Linked DNA regions of Mus musculus: all the other regions are linked to region 1. A link is a contact called in public Hi-C and HiChIP or PLAC-seq data. All regions are on one chromosome and are shown on one strand. Each heading gives the region's core, a stretch centred on a gene start, on an enhancer-like site or on the middle of the called end of the contact. The rest is flanking DNA. Distances are from core to core; before and after follow the strand shown. Region 1 has its middle 55 kb from the start of Edn1. Region 2 overlaps Gm10790 (predicted gene 10790). Region 3 overlaps Adtrp (androgen dependent TFPI regulating protein). Region 4 overlaps Adtrp (androgen dependent TFPI regulating protein).

What was found. A called contact is a pair of places that touch in the nucleus more often than the background predicts. HiChIP or PLAC-seq counts read pairs in DNA pulled down with a chosen protein or histone mark.
Region 2: an H3K27ac HiChIP or PLAC-seq map of microglia shows a contact between it and region 1, with 4 times the contacts expected there. The contact joins two enhancer-like sites. A contact is called at or near these places in 1 of 484 Hi-C or Micro-C datasets (Sertoli cells) and 1 of 115 datasets of contacts at active chromatin or transcription factors (microglia).
Region 3: an H3K4me3 HiChIP or PLAC-seq map of bone marrow-derived macrophages shows a contact between it and region 1, with 4 times the contacts expected there. The contact joins two enhancer-like sites. A contact is called at or near these places in 2 of 484 Hi-C or Micro-C datasets (forebrain and nephron progenitors) and 2 of 115 datasets of contacts at active chromatin or transcription factors (bone marrow-derived macrophages and microglia).
Region 4: a contact with region 1 is called in a Hi-C map of bone marrow-derived macrophages, with 1.9 times the contacts expected there. The contact joins two enhancer-like sites. A contact is called at or near these places in 3 of 39 promoter capture datasets (the HPC-7 cell line, cranial neural crest and pre-B cells), 3 of 484 Hi-C or Micro-C datasets (bone marrow-derived macrophages, olfactory sensory neurons and uterus), 3 of 115 datasets of contacts at active chromatin or transcription factors (astrocytes, bone marrow-derived macrophages and microglia) and 2 of 9 other capture datasets (bone marrow-derived macrophages and embryonic stem cells).

What each region holds. Positions count from the first base shown.
Region 1 is chr13:42,244,616-42,249,089 of GRCm38.p6, reverse strand. No RefSeq gene overlaps it. Among named protein-coding and RNA genes, the nearest start is that of Edn1, 55 kb to the left of the region's middle. Within about 2 kb of position 3,134, at least 78 of the 459 cell types and tissues checked have an H3K27ac peak or open chromatin away from gene starts, as enhancers often do. A contact at or near this core is called in bone marrow-derived macrophages and microglia, where this site is marked.
Region 2 is chr13:41,881,662-41,886,439 of GRCm38.p6, reverse strand. Gm10790 (predicted gene 10790) reads right to left here. Exons shown (of 7, transcript NR_033545.1): 2 at 2,411-2,545; 3 at 803-898. Among named protein-coding and RNA genes, the nearest start is that of Gm22157, 18 kb to the left of the region's middle. Within about 2 kb of position 2,644, at least 50 of the 459 cell types and tissues checked have an H3K27ac peak or open chromatin away from gene starts, as enhancers often do. A contact at or near this core is called in microglia, where this site is marked.
Region 3 is chr13:41,823,893-41,828,550 of GRCm38.p6, reverse strand. It overlaps Adtrp (androgen dependent TFPI regulating protein), which reads left to right. Exons shown (of 7, transcript NM_001145875.1): 2 at 166-408. The coding sequence starts at 256. Among named protein-coding and RNA genes, the nearest start is that of Adtrp, 21 kb to the left of the region's middle. Within about 2 kb of position 2,765, at least 52 of the 459 cell types and tissues checked have an H3K27ac peak or open chromatin away from gene starts, as enhancers often do. A contact at or near this core is called in bone marrow-derived macrophages and microglia, where this site is marked.
Region 4 is chr13:41,802,609-41,807,271 of GRCm38.p6, reverse strand. All of the region lies in intron 4 of Adtrp (androgen dependent TFPI regulating protein), which reads left to right. Among named protein-coding and RNA genes, the nearest start is that of Adtrp, 43 kb to the left of the region's middle. Within about 2 kb of position 3,116, at least 56 of the 459 cell types and tissues checked have an H3K27ac peak or open chromatin away from gene starts, as enhancers often do. A contact at or near this core is called in bone marrow-derived macrophages and microglia, where this site is marked.

The DNA of each region.
Region 1 (4,474 bases), core at 1,885-4,384:
GCCTTTAGAAGGTGAGAAAATGATATGAAGTGGCTAGATTATTAGTGTCACTGGTCTCAGAAGTGATTATTGTGTCTCTATTGCACTTCTCCAGAAGTCATTGAGTCTGTGACACTTACTTTCCCATGGGTCTGACTACTACCTCTACTTGAGTGGGAGCTAAGTGGGAAGCTTCCACTTCCTCTGTAAAATAGAGGGCCTTGACATGGACTGATCTTGTTATGGAACAGATGTACTATTCCAGTAGGTTACAACACCCCTTCCAGCTGAAATTTCCATCCTTGAAAGTCCAGTAAAGAAGAAACAGTTGTACATATGACTTGGTTTCTGTTCTAGTTTCATTTCTGTTGCTGTGATAAACAAGAAAAGAAAAGAAGAGAAGAGAAGAGAAAGAAGAGAAGAGAAGAGAAGAGAAGAGAAGAGAAGAGAAGAGAAGAGAAGAGAGGAGGGGAGGGGAGGGGAGGGGAGGGGAGGGGAGGGGAGGGAAGGGAAGGGAAGGGAAGGGAAGGGAAGGGAAGGGAAGGGAAGGGAAGGGAAGGGAAGGGAAGGGAAGGGAAGGGAAGGGAAGGGAAGGGAAGGGAAGGGAAGGGAAGGGAAGGGAAGGGAAGGGAAGAGAAGAGAAGAGAAGAGAAGAGAAGAGAAGAGAAGAGAAGAGAAGAGAAGAGAAGAGAAGAGAAGAGAAGAGAAGAGAAAGTGGAAAATACTAACAAAAGCAACCTAAGGGGAAGGGGATTTATTTCTATCATGTGGGGAAATCAAGGAAGAACGTCAAACAGCTCATCGTATCCTACCCACACTCAAGAGCAAACTGAATGAATGTGTACGTGCTTGCTTGTTTCGTTATGCTCAGCTTAGTTTCTCTACTCCTGAGTAGTTCAGGATGCCCTGTGTAGAGAATGGTGTCACCCATGGTGGGCTGGTTCTTCCTATACCAATTAAGTTAATTCAGAGCATCCCCCACAGACATGTCCATAGGCCCACCCAATGTAAACAATCCTTCATTGGGACACTTTTTTTTAGGTGATTCTACATTTGTCAACTTGATAATTAAAGCTGATTGTCACAGTTTCCCACAGCATTTTGATGTTTTTCAGGGGCCAAGAACTTATTTTCATTATATCAGTCTTTGAGAAACTGAGAAATATTAAGCTTTAAGTCACTTTGTGAAGTAGAGATTTTATGTAAAACCTAAAGGAAGACATAGAAGTAGAAACTGTATAAAAAGCTGAAGAAGAATTCTTCAGAGTTCTGATTGCACAGTGTAATACTATCTATACACAAAGACAGAGACTCACACTGTCAGAAAACTATCAGATGTCCCTACTCTGAAAGACTCAGTCACTTAATAGATGTTACGAGAAAATACTTGTGAGGTCCGTTCTTTTATTCCATAGAAAGTCACATTCACACAAAAAAAGGTCTCTTGGCTGAATATCACCCATAAGTTCTAACTCATAGCTATGTGATTTTTTTGTGCAAGAATCTAGTTATAAAATTTGTTTATAATTTTGTAAAAAAAAAATTTAGAGTCAATTGTCAGTTTGACACAACCTAGAATTAACTTGGGAAGAGCATCTCAATGAAGATTGTTTCTAATGGATTGGGCTATAGACATGTCTGTGGGGAGTGCTCTTAAATAGGAAGAGCAAGCCCACCGTGGGTGACACCATTTCCTAGAAAGGGGATCCTAAACTACAGAAGAGTAGAGAAATTGATCTCAGCAACCAAATAAGCCACACATGTGCATCTGTTTAGTATGTTCTTGAGTGGGGGTGTGATGTGACTGACTTTTTAAAGTTTCTGCCTCGCTTTCCCACAATGGTAGATGATTTACATTGTTATCACGTTTTCAGAACTGTCACCTACCTGAAAAGCTCTTTATAATCTAAGAATGGAGCATTCTATTTTGAGCCAAGAACCATACTTAGGAAGCTTCCCGGGTTCACCCACAGCAGGAGCTACTGGTTTTGGAACCTGCTCCTACCCCAAGTCCAACCTCCTTATCTAACATTTTGGAGAAAGCAAATTTATATAAAAAGCCATACTTTGAGAAAGGCAAATCTAGTTTATTAAATTAGGAGCTGGCATGCAAATACTCATTAACTGGAATCATAAAGTGTGCATTAAAATCGATTATGCTATTTATCTCACACACACACACACACACAATCCCCAGAAGGAGAAGTTTCCTTCTTTCTGTTTAAAGCTCAGAAATAAGTTTTATGGCCCTAGAATGAATGAGGGGTACTTCTCTACCATTCAGTGAGAAACTTGTCAAGAAACATTTCTGTCACCCCCAAAGGCAGAATATATTCACAAAGACTTACACAATATTATTTTTATGAAATCCTGCTTTCGAAAATGATAAAGCCTGCTTGTGGATGTGGAGATGACTCGGTGGGATTGTTGCCTGAGTTCAGAGCCCCCGAACCCATGGAAACAACCAAGCACAGCTATGTGTATCTGTAACCCCAGGCCTGTCTGCGAGGGATTAGAAAGCCAGGCAGATCTGAGGGGCCTTTTTGACTCCTAGTCTAGCTGTTCCAGCAAGCTCCTGTCTCAAAAACTAACTAACAAAAGGTGGAGAGTGAGTGAGTGCAGAAGACACCTGCTGTTGACCTGTGGCCTCCACACACATGCACAGGCAAGGACACCTGCAGACACACACACAAATCTATGCACACACATGTGTATCCCCTGCCCACACACAAATAATAATAACAAAAAATAATAGGAAAAAACTTGAAAACTAAACTAAGAGACCGGAAAGAAAAGCACAGGAATTAAAGAAGGCAAGAGCAGCTTTGAAAAAAACACTAGGCCAAAGTTCTCACATACTAGCCTTTCTTCCAAAGGAAGGCAATCCACGTGATGCGAGATGCTTCCTCTTCTCATGTACTTTAGAAAAGCTTTTCACTTTCTTTTTTGGTCTCTGGCAGGGGACTTCCTACCATATAGCTTCATCCCTCCTTAAACTCCGTGAATTAGCCTCCTCTGGAAAAAGTAGATTCCAAGTCCTGCAAACCATTGTTCCTAGAAATGTTATCAAATGAGACTGACTGTAGGCAAGTGATCTCCTTACTAAAATTAGCAGCAGACTCCGTTGCGAACAGAAAGGAAGTCTGCGTGGAACGGACTAGAACTGAGACAGCTGAGACTCACTCTTTCCATCCGTTTCGATGGGCCCTGTGTCAGTGTCACCATCCTTGTCGTGGGTTTCCTGGCCCTCAAGTGACATAATGGTATCCCACTGGCAAAGTGACATAGCCAAGGATATGAGCAATGTCACAAGATATATAATGTACAAGCTGTCCCTTGGATTGACTCAGATTGCTATGGCTTACCTTACATGTTAGTCAGACAGATATATCCAGTCTTCTTCCTAAGCAGCCTACATAATAAAATAAAATAACTACCTGTTAAAGAATCTATCTTGCTTAGAATAAACACTCTAACTCTCCCAGTGAATATTTGTCAAATAATACTTTTTGGTTTTGTTTGCGTATGAGATGATGATGGCCCCATGTACTCTTGCACATCTCCCCAAACAAGAACTTTCTCCTCTCTTCAGACTGTCTCAAAAAGTGGTGGGGTACCAGTGAATTGCCCCTCTGTAAGTCTGGAACCTTCTTGGTCAATGCAATGTTGAAGAGCAGGCAACTTCAAGTCCTATCAGAAAGTGCCAACGAGGATTCTAGCAGCCCAGGTTAGGGGGAAGCCAGGAATGGTCTCTAATCTTGGTCTTATCTGCTGACCTTGGGGTCAGCTGAGTCGTCATTTGGAGACACCTGCCTTCGAGTCCTTCCCCCTGCTTATATGTGATTGGATCATTTGGTGACCTCAGCCTCAGTTTCTTCCCTTATAAATTGATGTTATTGGGCCCATTTTGCTGTGGTTTTGAAAGGATTAAATGATCGTGATGTGTGATGAGTGAAGTAAATTAATGACCCAAACCTGGGACTCACTCCACAAAAAGGCTTGCCACCATCAGCTGATCTAAAAGTCTCCCGCAGCAATAGAAAGTTCCCATGGGGGCTTCTGCTTAGTCTGAGATTCTGTTTTTGGATCCTGGCTTCCTTACCACCAGCTGAGGGAGCATTTCCAGGTTCAGGTCTTCAATTCTTCCACTTTAATAAATGCTTTAGACCACAAGGTGGTGCTTTATTCTAAAGTTTGATATCAGGAGGCTTTTCCAACTGCAACCAGGGTGCAGCACACAGAGAGTGCATTCCGTGTCACTAAGCCCAGCTTCCAAACCATGATCCGAACATCTGTGTGGAATCCTTAGCCCTGTGACTAATCACCTCGAAGCACAAGCCATAAAATGAGCTTCCAGGATAGGAAGAGGGTCAGAGGCACGGCAAGACACAGTTCCCTTTTCAATGGTGTTTATGTAAATCTTGTATCAAATCTACAGTGGTACAGTGTCCCTTCAGTCCCCCAGTGAGCAATCATTCAAAGAATACAGAGATGA
Region 2 (4,778 bases), core at 1,395-3,894, 360 kb after region 1:
ACTTCTTCACACTTATTCTTTAAGCTCTGAGCCACTGTACATTTGCCAATAGTATGCACAGGTCTATGCCCACATAACCTGAACATGTGATAAATCACATGCCTGTTTTGTCACTAAAACTGGTCCTACTTGTCAAGGTAGCTGACGTCGTGGGACAACACACCATTGGTCACACACCTGTCAAGTGAAAATTGGCTTCAGGTATTCAGAATCATTCTCTATCTCCTTTACAACATGAGTCTTAGATCTTCTCATTCCAGGGAGTCTGTGACATATTTTAGATTTTATCAGGGACCCTCTGGAAATTAACTTGAACTATAGTGAGCAGACTTTCTTTTGGGTTTTATTTGTTCACCCTATCCCTAAGCTTTACTAAGGAAATAATCAAATGAGATAATCTGAGTCTTTCCTTCCTTCCTCGTTCTTCAATGAGTCCTGGATATCAACCACCTACCTTTAAAGCAACAGAACCCTTTCAAGCCAGAGACACTAGCCAGCCTGGCTGCCCACTTCTTATCCAAACCCAAGGCCCTGTTTCCTGAGGAACATAACTGATTGAACTTCCCCAACAAGGCATCCTGTTCAAGTCAAAAGCGTTGAGGTATAGCCAGGGTGCCAATGCGGGCTCATGTGATCGTTGACTCTTTCTGTCATGTACCTGCTACCCCATGAGAACATAGCCATCCACCCAAGCCCAGCCACCCTTTGAAATCACCTAAACCTGAGATCCAGGAGCCATTGCTCTTATGGAGGAATCTATGCTTGCTAGGCATTCGGAAAAGAAGGCTATCAAAGGACTCACCTGATAGAGGGGACTCCTCTGAAGCTGATCAGAGAAGTTTCAGATGGCCTTGTGGTTCCCAGATGAAAGGGACGACAGAAGTGCAAATCGTTGGCACTGGATGGGAAAGGAGAACACTGGGTACATAAGTGCGGTTGGGGGCGGGGCAGGAATTAAAACTAAGAACAAAGGGAAGGAAATTAAATTCAGAGCCATCATTCTTTGAAAGTTGGCTTCTGATTTTAATCTTGAAATAAAAAAAGAAAAAAGAAAAGAAATCTTCAGGAAAAAAGCTGTTTCCAGCTCTGTCCACCCTCTTCCCTTTTATAGCATCTTTCATTTACTTCATGGTTTGATAAAATCACCATAGGACTTGCCATTGGAAGTAACAGCTTGTTTGTATGGAATTACGGTGAGGGTAGACATTGCTCACAGATAATGAAGGTAGGTCAGTGTGAAGGATCAAGAGAACAACTCACTGGAGTATTATGAAAAGGCAGCCACAGGCAGCATCTGTTTCTAATGTTCCCCTCCTGTTTATCTCCTTGGGAGAGACACACAGTTTCATTGCAGTTGAGGATGGGTACTGATGTCATCATGGAATTCTTTTGAGAATGTTGATGCGACTCTCCCATCCTAACATTTCTCCTCTCTCTTCCTCTAAGGGAAATTTTCAAAAGAGCTTCTTGGTTAAGTTGACAGTTGTAGATAATGCAGAAGCATTTTAGATGGCAAGATAGGTTTGCAATGGTGCATGCCCATATTAGTAAATGGGGACTACATCAAAATACTAGCCCAGATAATTGTGTGTGTGTGTGTGTGTGTTCATGCACATGTGTGCACGCATACACATGTATGCGTATATACATGAACACATTAACATTAGTTTTAACAAACAGAAGAAAAGCTTAGTTTTCCCTCTGGAAGAAGCATAAAAATATTGGCATGAATTTTAGCATTAGTCTAAATGAACTGGAGAAGAAATCTGTCTGCCTGATAGCCACAGCACAAGTTTAGGAAGCTGGATTTCAGCTTTCTCCATAGCAATGAAAATGCCGTCTGACACCACCTAGTTGTGCAGAGAAATTAAACATGGTAGAAGACATAGTGCTTCTCTGGGATTTTTAAAAAACACCCAGAGAGATTATGTGGTCATAAGGCTTTTGTATTGGGGTTTGAAGGTAAAAAGGGAATTCTGGATGGAGTGATGATAGCAAGTAATGCCTTGGACTAAGCAAGAAGTGATGGGTATCAGGTGGGTACCATTTCCTATCAGAGCTCCTCTCCATCACACGTGTATATAGCAGCCCCCTCCTGTGTCTCCACCCTGATGTCTTCCCTGTGACGGTAGTTTCATGTGCCATTCTTTCCCCAGTCTTTCTACATTTTCACAGAGAAATGCCTTAACCCAGCCTCAAGATGTGAATGGCAGAGCCCCAGGACTCCTGTTTATTCAGCCATTAGTGCCGCCTTCAGTTTTTTAAATCATTGATTTGACAAATATTTATTGAGCCTTGGCTCTGCCAGGTAGTGTCCCCAAACAAGGAATGCAACCAGGAATAAGAGGATCTCCATGTGAGCATTGCCTGGGAGCGCACATGCAGACAGAGACAGGCAAGCAGCACTCACATGGCTTAGCAATACAGTCTGGGATCCTGGAGCAACTTCTAGAGACAAAGAAAGTCTTGAACCAGAGAGGCTGCTGGGAGATGCTGAGGGCAGCAGAAAGGCTCGATGTCTCCACTTGACAGTCACATCTTCCATCTGTAAATAGGGGACATTCTGTTTAGAAGAAACTGACTGGGAAAGGAGAAAGGGGAACCGACTGGGAGTCATGAGCCCTAGACTGAGCCTCAGTTCTGCTTTTCACCACCTGTGTTTCTCAGAGCCTCTTCTCAACAGTGCTAAGTCTCAGCTTCTTCTTTTTGGGGGAGAATAAAGAGTACTTATAATAGTAGTAGTACTTTTATGGTCTTTATCAATTTTAAACTTTGATATCAAAAAAATTTTCTCATGCCCAAATTAACCCTTTCCAATTAAGGAATAATTTTGTATAATGTTTCCAAAAGGCAGTTCTTTGATATTTCCAAAGAGTGTATTTCATTCCCTACCAGTTTGTCAACTGAATTGTTTCTTTGTACTGATCATAGCTACAGCCTTAACTTTTCTGGGAATCTCTGCTGTGGGGGTCTTGGTAGATGAGTGAATATGCATTCTGTGTTTCTAAACAATAGACAATGAAGAATCATCTATTAACCATCCAATAAGCTTCAGCAATCCTAACCAACTTGATCAATGTTTCTATATAGAATCTCTAAATCATAGTCTTTAGGTCCACTGAACATGACATGTATTTTTTTATTATTGTGTATATATGTGTGCACATATGTACATGCATGCATGGATAGACAACCATGGAGGGAGGACAGGGGACAACTCTGTGGAGTTGGTTCTCTTCTACATTTACAAGAGTTCTAGGGGTGATAATCTGCCTGTTTATGGCAAATTTGATCCATCTAGTTAATGTTATTCAAAATCGAACCAGATCTACAATCTGAACAACAGCCAACTGCTCAACAATGGTGTTTGGAATAAAAGAACATGCCCACCAAGATGGAGAACATTGAGCTAAGATCTTCCTTCCCCAAGCAAACAAGATTCTAAGCTATACGGGGGGGGGGGGGGGGGGTGCACAGAGGAGGGAGTATAATGGTAAACTGGTAGCATCCCAAGTTTTGACCAAAAGGAAAAAATCAAAGTATTCATTCTCTTTGGCACCAGTGGACGTAGGCGCACGTTAAGCAATGGACAGCTTCACAAACTCAGCTTTTCAACACGTCTTCAGAAAGATAACAAGCCGTGCATTGAGGACCATGGGGATGGGAACAGAAGCTGCTCAACCAAACAGGGGGAAGAAAAGGAACATTTCTGTCTGCTTTTCTGAATGTTATAGTGGGGATGTGGGACATGATACAAGACTATTATAAGAGAAAGAAATGTCCATCTTATTACTAAGCTCTGCTTACCCTAAAGGGGTGATGCGAAGACATTCAAAAGCAGTTTTAATCACACGAGCCCCCTGACGTGCAACAGTCTTTCCTAGTAAGCTTTAGAGGAGCCTCATAGAACTGCTCAGATATTTAATTATTAAAAGATTAGGCATGCTGGGTCATGTGACCCAAAACCTACATTGGTTCTGAAAAGAGATTGAGCAGAGTGAAAATGGGAGACAGTTGAGTGTTGGGCACCAATTAGAGTCTCTCTCTCTCTCTCTCTCTCTCTCTCTCTCTCTCTCTCCATACTTGTAGGTTCTTTGTTGGTTCTTCTCCTAACTGTATCCTAACAGTATCTTCTCTGGCTCAACTGTCTCCTATTTTACTCTCCTCAATCTCTTTTCTGAACCAGCTGTCTTCTCTTCTCTCGCCCTACTCAGTCTTCTTTCTTCCTGCACCAACCGTCTTCTCTGATCCTAGTCTCTGACTGGACCGGACTCTTTTTGTCACCTGGATCCTATTCCTCTCTCTCAGCCTCTGCTGGCTTTTTGCATCCCATCTTCTTTCCAGAAGTCCAACAGGTCATAGGTTCTAGCAATTCTAACAGCTGAGCATTCCCAAAGGGCCTATCAGCTAGCATCTAAGGATTCTTTAAAGTGCCAGGCACACAAAATAAACCATACTACATTATACTTCCTCACATACAAGGAAACAAAGACTTGCATTTGATAAAATATTTAGCCAAGAACCAGCAGCTAGTGGGAAACTAATCAAGATCTGCAGACTCTAGGGTCTTTCTCCCTTGACTCTCTGACTAGCTTGCTATTACCTTGAGTCTTTAGTTTGTATCTATTTTAAGGAGTCCTCAACCCTCCAATCTGTCACCTTGACCCTCCTGCCTTCTCTCTGGAAGAGTTTTCCTTGCCCAGACTTCCATTCTACCTCACTTCGTACCTCTCGGCACTCCTGTAGATGGTTCCTCTCTCCATGGCAGACCCCCCTTC
Region 3 (4,658 bases), core at 1,516-4,015, 420 kb after region 1:
CAACTTCATGGCTTTCCTGGAGCCCTGTTTTGAAATGGGTGCAAACTGTCAGGTTACCTATCGCAGAGATTCCCTCCCACACTTATAAGGAAAGGTGCCTAAGAGCGAGATGCAAAGTCCAGCCTGTGTTGAAATGCTCATGCCCAGAGGGCTTTGTTTCTACAGCTTTCCAGCCTGAACAGAGGGCAGCTGGGACACCCAGGACTCAGAGTGAACGCAGAGCGGGTGCCACTGTCGCTCCGATCCAGGGAAGCCATGACGAAAACAACCACTTGCGTGTACCACTTCCTTGTTCTGAACTGGTACATTTTCCTCAATTATCACATCCCACAGATTGGAAGGAATGAGGAGAAGCTAAGGGAATTCCATGACGGTGGGCGATCCAAGTACTTGACACTCCTTAATCTGGTAAGTCGGTTTATCCACGTCTGGAACCAACCTCTTATCAGTAACGTGAGAGTTTTTCCACGAACCACTTACTAAGCACAAACTCCCTATAGGTCTTCCTTCGTCATGGTTGGTGAGTTTTGGGGCTTCCCCTGCTAATCAGTAGTTTGTTCTAAGGAACTAAGTTTGGAAAAGTTCTGTAGCTACTGGGGTGTCTAACTGTTAAGTGCTCTTTTACAAAGACTTTCCGAGCCCAACTTGGGGACTATAGACTTGAATACAAAACACAGGAGAGATTTTTTTTTTTTGAACCTTGCTTGGGAAAGTCTGTGAAAAGAAGGCGGTGTCACATGTTGAGTAGGAAGTGTGACTTCCAATGAAGGAGTAATGTCATTTGACAGCACGCACCGACTCACAGATTTAGCCAAGAAAAGCAAACACATTTTGCCACCTTCCTCTCCCACTACATTTTTTTATAGGCTCAAGATCCATCTGAAAGGAGAGATCACCCGAGCCAACAGCCAATACACAGCTTCAACTATTATAACCAAACCAAAGTTAAAACACAGTTCTGCTGGGTGGTGGCAGGGCAGGCCTTCAACTCCTGCAGAGGCAGAGGCAAGCAGGTCTTTTGAGTTTGAGGCCAGCCTGGTCTACAGAGTGAGTTCCAGGACAGGAAGAGGGATACATAGAAACCCTTTCTCAAAAAACCAAAATAAGCAAACACACAAATAAGCAAATAAATTATAAATATAAATAAATTAAAAACAAAATAAAATAAATACAGTTATAAAATTATCTGGTTTCAAGCTGCAAAAAAAAAGTTTTTGTTTTTTTTTTCTGTTTTCAAGATTTCATTTTAGTTTTACTTTAAGGGCATGAGAGTTTTTCTCGTATCGCCTTTTGTGCATGCAATGTGTACTACATATGTCTGACTGGTGCCTTAGAGGCCAGAAGGGGGCATGAGATCTCCTGATACTAGAGTTATAGGTGAGCTGTCCTGTGGGTGCTGGGAACTGACCCTGAGTCCTATGAAGAAGAAGCAGCAGCAGCATCCTTAACTGCTGTACCTACTGCTCTATGATCTCTCAGACACCGGGATCAGAATATGCGAATCCCTCTGAATCTTCAAAATTGAAATCCTCATCTTGTGGCTGGAGCAGAAGCACGGTGGTGGGGTGATGCTATGTTGTCGGGGTGGGGGATGTTGAGTTCAGGTTGAAGAGCCCCTTGAGGCCCTGTCCCCTTCCCTCTGGCCTTGTGTTCCCCTCTGGATATTAGCCTGAATATCTTAAGCTCTGGACCTTACTCCCTTGTGCTAAAAAGTGTCAAGGTGGCTGTTGGTTTCAGTCTTGAGATGTCATGAGGGAAAAAGGTGAATCATTAGAAAAGAAAACAAAGACTGATTTTGTAGAATTCTAAGAGCACTATACGTAACTCTGTTGGGTAAACTGAAGGCAGCTTTTATGTACTAATCAAAGGCAGACTCCTGTATGGGCATTCTATCACACATAACTATGGAGCAGGACAGACTTGTCACACAGCTCTATAAGCCACCCCCCTGACCTCTTCTGGCTTCCAATGGCATTTTCTCTAATTTTTTGTCTGCTGGCATGTTCTAGTTTGGTGTTTAAAAAAAATATATATATATATATATATTATACATATATATATGTATAATATGTATATATATGTATAATATGTATATATATACATATATATATATATATAGCACCTTTATTTATTTTGTGTGCATGTATGTGTGTGTTTGGGGGGGGGTCATGTGCACCTCAATGCATGGGGTCGAGGTCAAGGGACAGCTCTCTGGAGTCAGCTCTCTCCTTCCACTATTGGGTCCTGAGGCTTGAAGTCAGGAAGTCGGGCTGAGCAGTAATCTTCTACCAACCTGAGCATCTCACTGGGCTCAGATGATATTCTAGTTTAATCCCATTTCCTGCCTTTCTGGTGAATTAGCCACCAAATCAAAAATCCCATTGGTTGTTACTTCTGTTGGACCCACCTCTCCCTCCCCAAATTTCCCGCCGGCTCCTTCTGAACTCTGATTACTTTGCACCCGAGGACTGCCACCTTAGCTCTGCCCTGTCCTTTCCTACAGGAAGTGTCCACCCTTCCAATACTCAGATTCCAGGTTAATCTTCCAGAGTCCTTTTTTTTTTTTTTCCTTTTCTTAATTCCTTTAAACATTGTGGCCTCTTTTTATATATATGAAACAAATACAACAAATCTGACCAACAAACAAAAAACAAAACAAAATACCCCCTCAGGTCCCTTTTTTCCCAGGAAAGCTACTACTGTCTCTGAGAAAGAAGTCTGTCTCAAGTTTTATCTGCAGTTTCCTTCCTCATTTCTCTGCCCATATCCCCTAAGGCCTATTCGCCTCTGTTCAACACTTTGCTTCCTCATTGCCTTCCATAGACCACCTGGAGTCCAGTGTATGGCGCAGTTTTCTGTCCTTTCCCTCCCCTTTCCGTAAATGTAAAAAGCATTTGAACTCTCACTAGCTCAAAACCAGTTCTGCCTCCCACGCTCTTAGCAGCGCGACCCACTTTAACAGTTCTCCTCTGTGTTCAGAGACTAGACGTCTGCTCACATGTCTGCTGTGGGCGTGGCTAAGATGAATAACTCCTCCTCTGGCTGCTTCCGGCCCCAGCATGGCCCCAGCACGCTAAGGAGACCAATCCCGAGACCTTACCTGTAGTGATTTCCTTTCTATGCTCTTGAAAGTTTGACTTCATAGAATATCCCCCATCTGACAAAGATAGGTTTAGTATATTTTAGGGAACCCATCCAAGGATAGTTTTCAAATAGCTTGACTAATATAGTTGAGCCTCAAAATCTCTACATCGTGAGATCTTGCATGTTCACCTATAGCTATTCGTTCTTAACTGATTTATATTTTCATTAAAATTTAAAATTTCCATTAATAGAATGATCAGGCTATAGATCTCCTAACTTTAACATTCATGTTTATTATTACTAGTGACGTCAGTATCCAACTCATGTTAGCAAGAATTGTAAATTTTATTATATTGTATGTTATATGTTAGTTTTGGCCTAACTTTTACATTAGTTTTGCCTACATATTTGTCTGTGTGCCATGTGTGTGCAGGTTCTGTGGAGACTAGAAGAGGGTGTCAGATCTTTTAGTGCTGGGACTATAGGCAGTTTGATACCATCTGGTAGGTTCTGGGAACTAAACCCCAGTAAGAGCAGAAAATTCTCTTTAAACACTGAACCATCTCTGGAATCCATCGACATAGCACATCTCTCCTCTTTTTATTTATATTTTCAATCAAACACAACTTTTAACGCTTTTGTAATATGCCCTACTAGTCATGTTAGCCTTCTATGTGTCCTTTCATATTAGCATACAAACCAAAATGGACATCATGGAATTTTCATACAGATTTTGATTTTATTGATCCCCACCCACACATCCTTCCTCTGTCCCCAGTAGTCCCCAACCTTCTTGCATGTTACATGCATCATTTGACTTTTTATTTCTTTCTCCCCATGACTTCTTTCCTCCCCTTTCTAGTTTCATGACCTAGAGGCTGCAGCCCACGCATAGAAACAGTACCATCTAGAACTTACATAGGAAGGAAAATGTGTGACTTTTATCTTTCTGAGTCTGATGTACCATTCCTCTCAGACATCCTTAATTTCTAATTGGCTGAGTGCATGTCTGTGTCCCAGTTGAATGGCAAAACCTGTCTTATTACAAGTCAGCTTTCAGAGCTTTGTGCCTTTTTCCTCCTGACACTGCCCCCAGGAAGTCCCAAAAGAAGCCATGGAAGCTGCCAGAGGGTTGGTGGCTGACAGAGAGCTGCTAACTAAGAAGAGAAAGGGTGGTGGGGGTGGGGGGGACAAGAAAGTCACTCCCGACAAGACAGAGAGGTGGCCCCAGGGAGAGGGAGTGTGCTCTGGTGGCTGTGTCCGCTGTAAGGTTCCTTTGTTTATTGGTTACACTGTGACCCAGAGCTAAGGACCTTATGCTGTTCATTCTCACATTTGTTAAGTAGAAACACAAACAGAAGCTAACAGCATGGCCATAAGCTATCACCATGGCGTAAGCAGAAAAGGAGAGAAGATGGAAGGAAGACAGGGAGCTTAGAGTCATCTTGTGTTTGACAGAGATGGATAAATAATGAGGGACATAGTGACTTAGTGGAACACAGGCCTCCTTGATAAGTTTTAAGTGGGTGACCTGATGAGAATCAACCACCTCATACTCGGTACACACATTCTAC
Region 4 (4,663 bases), core at 1,867-4,366, 440 kb after region 1:
GGGGTGTGTGCCTTTGAAGAATGTCTCGTGTCTAGCTTTCCATTCTCATGCTTCCTGGCTGCTGGGGGAAAGCAGCCTTGTTCTGCCCCCTCCCCAGCAACTTTCTACCATGATGCTTTGCTTCATCAGCAAGGACTAAAAACACAAGCCCAAGTCAACCCTTCATCTTCCAAATTGTGTCTCTCCTATAGTTTGTTATAGTGAAGGAAGTTAGGTAACACAGATGGTGCGAGTAACATTTGACAAGAGTTTTCGCACCCAGTGATTTTGAAGCCTGATTGAGCCTGTAGAGAGAGAGAGAGAGAGAGAGAGAGAGAGAAGAGCAGTAAATATTAACACATAACACTGGCTTACATGGTAACATGCTCTGGTATTAGCATATGATTCTTACCTGACAAATATGTCCTGGGAACCGGAAGTACAGCTGGATAACCTACAGGCATTGTCTCGGATTTCTCTCTCCCACCCATTAGCTCTGTCGGAGTTGTTTGGGCTCAGTGTCAGTGTGTGAATCCTAAGGAATAAACTAGATCCATCCTGGACATGTCAGCCACTGATGGCTGACCTTGGTTTCCAGGCCTTGTAACCCCTGTGTCTCCCTCCTGATTCCTCATCCTCCACCTGCACTCTTCCCACACAGTAACTCACAGCCTAGACATGTCTCCATGTCTCTGTGTTTTCAAACTTTTAGGGACATCTCCTATGAATATGAGTGAGTCTTCAAGCCATTTCTCAGGGCTAACACAAATATCCATTAAATTAATGCACTATTTAAGAAGGCCTCAGACCTTTCACATTCCAGTGAATGTTGTTCTCAGGATAAGAATAGCCAATATAACTATACATAGGTTCCTCGTTCATAGGCAATATGTTGTAGCTCAAAACAAAAGACAAAAATCAATAGCTATGCTATTCATTTTTTTAAAAATCAAATTTGTGTGCTTAGCACTTTTTTTTTGTCTTCATGGGATAGCATGAGAAGCATGAAGTAAAGCTGATGAATATTTATTTATTTATTTATTTCGGTTTTTTGAGACAGGGTTTCTCTGTATAGTCCTGGCTGTCCTGGAACTCACTTTGGAGACCAGGCTGGCCTCGAACTCAGAAATCTGCCTGCCTCTGCCTCCCGAGTGCTGGGATACAGACTTTGTAGCCAGGCGTGGTGGCGCACACCTTTAATCCCAGCACTTTGGAGGCAGAGGCAGGTGGATTTTTGAGTTCGAGGCCAGCCTGGTCTCCAAAGTGAGTTCCAGGACAGCCAGGGCTACACAGAGAAATCCTGTCTTGAAAAACCAAAAAAAAAAAAAAAATAAATAAAAAAAAAAAAGAAAGGAAGAAAGAAAGAAAGAAAGAAAGAAAGAAAGAAAGAAAGAAAGAAAGAAGGAATAAATACAGACATCATGCTTAGCAACTCCATACCTTTTAGATCATAAACGAAATGATGAACAAGACATTTGATTTTTCAATGTAAGGAGGGACTGAAGAATCCCTGAGGTGAGCTGCTTTTTTAAGAAGAGGTTTGTTTAACACACAGTTTGGGAGACTGGACATCCAAACAGCATAGCAGAGACTCTGGGTGAAGCTTCATGGAACACGATGAATGTGTGTGCAGAAGGAGATGACATCATCCACCGGAAGCTACAGAGAGAGTCAGCAGTCAGCCTAGGCTTTTATAGCCACTTGCTCTGGAGAGATCTACCTTAATTCTCCCAAAGGCAGAACTGCCAATAACACAGGAACCTCTGCCTTCTAGGCCCCACCTCTTAAAAGTCCCTCCACTTCCCACCCCTACATCCGTGGGACCAAATGTCCACCATACGAAACCTTGAGGGGCACATTCAAATAATAAATATCTGACTCTTAACAATCACCAAAGACCTTTGACCATGTGAAGTAGTCCTCCCAAGGAAGGCTTCCAGGAAGTGGGGTATAGACATCTTGATGGGGGGAGGGGCATCATTCTGTTGCTATGGTTTATGATGGCAACACTCTTACTGTATATACTTTCTCCCGTTTGCAGAGCTCCTAAACCCTGAAGACAATAAGGGATTCTGTCCATTCAGCTAGACAAAGGTAGCGATGTTATTGAAGCTTGCGGCTAGCAAACTGTGGTCCAGTACTGTCTTTAAACCCTCATGGACCACCCATGTAAAGAAGATAAGGTACTATGTAATTTGGCAATGACGCCATGACACAGGTGAGACAGTGGTGACAGAGAAAAGGAACCTGGCCTGGGAAGGAGAAAGTTGGATCTTGAGAACCACAATCTCACATGTTGATAATGTCACTTCCTAATTTTTCTTTTTGCTTTTTCCAGAAGCTTCTACTTGCCTTCTTTCCTTCTCCCCCCACCCCCCCCACCAGCCCCTGCTCACTAGAGGGAACTGTGGTTTGTTAACAATAGAAACCTTTCATAGCATCCCACTAGTGTCTTAAGAGGTGGCCTCATCCATCCTACTTTACCTCCCCTGTGCGCAGGTGCCTCTGAACCTTCTCTTCTAAAAGGGCACTGATCAGATTGATTTAACAGCGTCCTGAGACCCCAAGAAAAACACCAAGTGGATACTATTTGATCTGGCAGGAACAGGGGGATCAAATAAAGGAGTGGGAGGCTGGCATTGCTCAGTAGATCTCTATTCTAGAACGTGGAATGCTTGAAGTTGGAGTTGGGGCTGAGAGACATAGGTAGTAAGTGCTGAACAGCTTTAATGCTAAGAACTCGTATTCTTGGTGTTGATCATTGGTTGGCTATCTTGTAGTCAAAGGAGATGGATAACCGGTTTTGAGCTTAGAGTTTTTTGTGTCCATGAGTATCAGTAATTAGATTTTTAAAAAATTAAATGGGGTTACTTAGGAGCTCTTGTTAGCATAGGCAGTTAGCTGCAGTAGGGAAATCTCACCAGACCAGGTAGACAACTCAGAAACCCACAAATCTCTTTCCTAGTGGGAATTCCGGGAAGAGACACTACATTATTTTTATCTCATGTTAAATCCAGGGAAAAGAACAAGAGATTAAAAATCTATTTGTATGACATTCTTAAAATAGCAGTCTTGACTCTATTCTTACACAAACATGACGCTTGTGACCACTTGCTTATATTCAGCTGGTGACCTCACAGCTGCTTGCCACTACCAAGTAGTAATGATTCATCATGCCTCGCCCTGCTGCTCCCCAAAGACACAAATGTGGGCGTAGAATCAGAACTAAAATGCTTCCAACTCTCCGTGCTGAACACCTTGCAGGGGAACAGAAGAGGAAGGAAGCCGAAGCTGAACTGTGACAAGCTAGGTCCAGCTCGTGACCCTGAAACTGTAAAAATACATTTTCTCCGACATCTTTATCCTTAATACAGTTTTTCCTCCAGGCACATCAATTACTAGACAGAAGGGCTTGTTTCCCTGCCCTGCACAATCTTTATGTGCAAACATGTAACACCTACTGTGTGCACGGTTTTCCTTTATTCCTTCTCTGGCTCTCAGTTAAGCTATTTTCAGATACTTACAGATTTGCATACAAGTGCAAGAAATAAATCCTCAGTGTGCTTTGACCAGTTCCATCAGGGGTATTGTTTTCTTTCTCTCTCTCTCTCTCTCTCTCTCTCTCTCTCTCTGTGTGTGTGTGTGTGTGTGTGTGTGTGTGTGTTTTCTCTCTCTGTGTTCTCTCTGTGTGTGTGTGTGTTTTCTCTCTCTGTGTTCTCTCTCTCTCTGTGTGTATGTTCTCTCTGTGTTCTCTCTCTCTCTGTGTTCTCTCTCTGTGTGTTCTCTCTCTCTCTGTGTGTGTGTTCTCTCTCTCTGTGTTCTCTCTCTCTCTGTGTTCTCTCTCTGTGTGTTCTCTCTCTCTCTGTCTGTGTCTGTGTGTGTGTGTGTGTGTGTGTGTGTGCGCGCGCGCGCGCGTCTCTTTTCTCCCTGTCTCTCTCTGTTTCTCTCTGTGTGTGTTGCTGTGAATTCTGTGGATACATGTGCTGTGATCTACCTGCAAAGCTCAGAAATCTTCGGTATCAGTTCTCAGCATCGTCTATAGGCTCCTGTTCAGCTTGTTGGTGCTGAAGATAGGGTTCTCCTCCCTCTGCCTCCCATCTTCTCCTGAAAATGCTAGGATCACAGATGTGCTCTACCCCTGCCAAGCTTGTACAAGTGTTCTGGAGACTCAAGCGCAGGTCCTCACTCTCTAGCAGTAGTAACTTCTCCACCAAGTCATCTCTCCAGTCACCCCTCTGCCGCTATGCATTTTTAATGTGTCACCTATTGAAGGATATGAAGTATCTTTGAGTCATAAGCTCAGGGACAACCATTTCACATCACCTCTGATTCCAGTCCGTTGTAGCATGAAATTCTAAAAACGTTTTCTGGCCATTTTCAACTCTTGATTAGCATCCTAGTCCATTTGCCCGTGTTATGACCGAATACTGGAGATGAAACAATTTATAAAGAAAAGGGATTTATTCAGCTCAACAGTCTTAGTGACGGGGAAGCTCAAGATGAAGTGGCTGTACCTGGTGAAGGCTTCACACTGTAGTATGCGGGTGGCATCAGATGCTAGATCTGCATGAGAACTTGTCAACCCAGCATATGGAAGGGGGCAGGGAAGGAGACCCCTTTGTATAAATGTGTGATGATTCCATTGTTACAAAGGGCAGACTAATGTCCTCTTGAAAGATCCAGT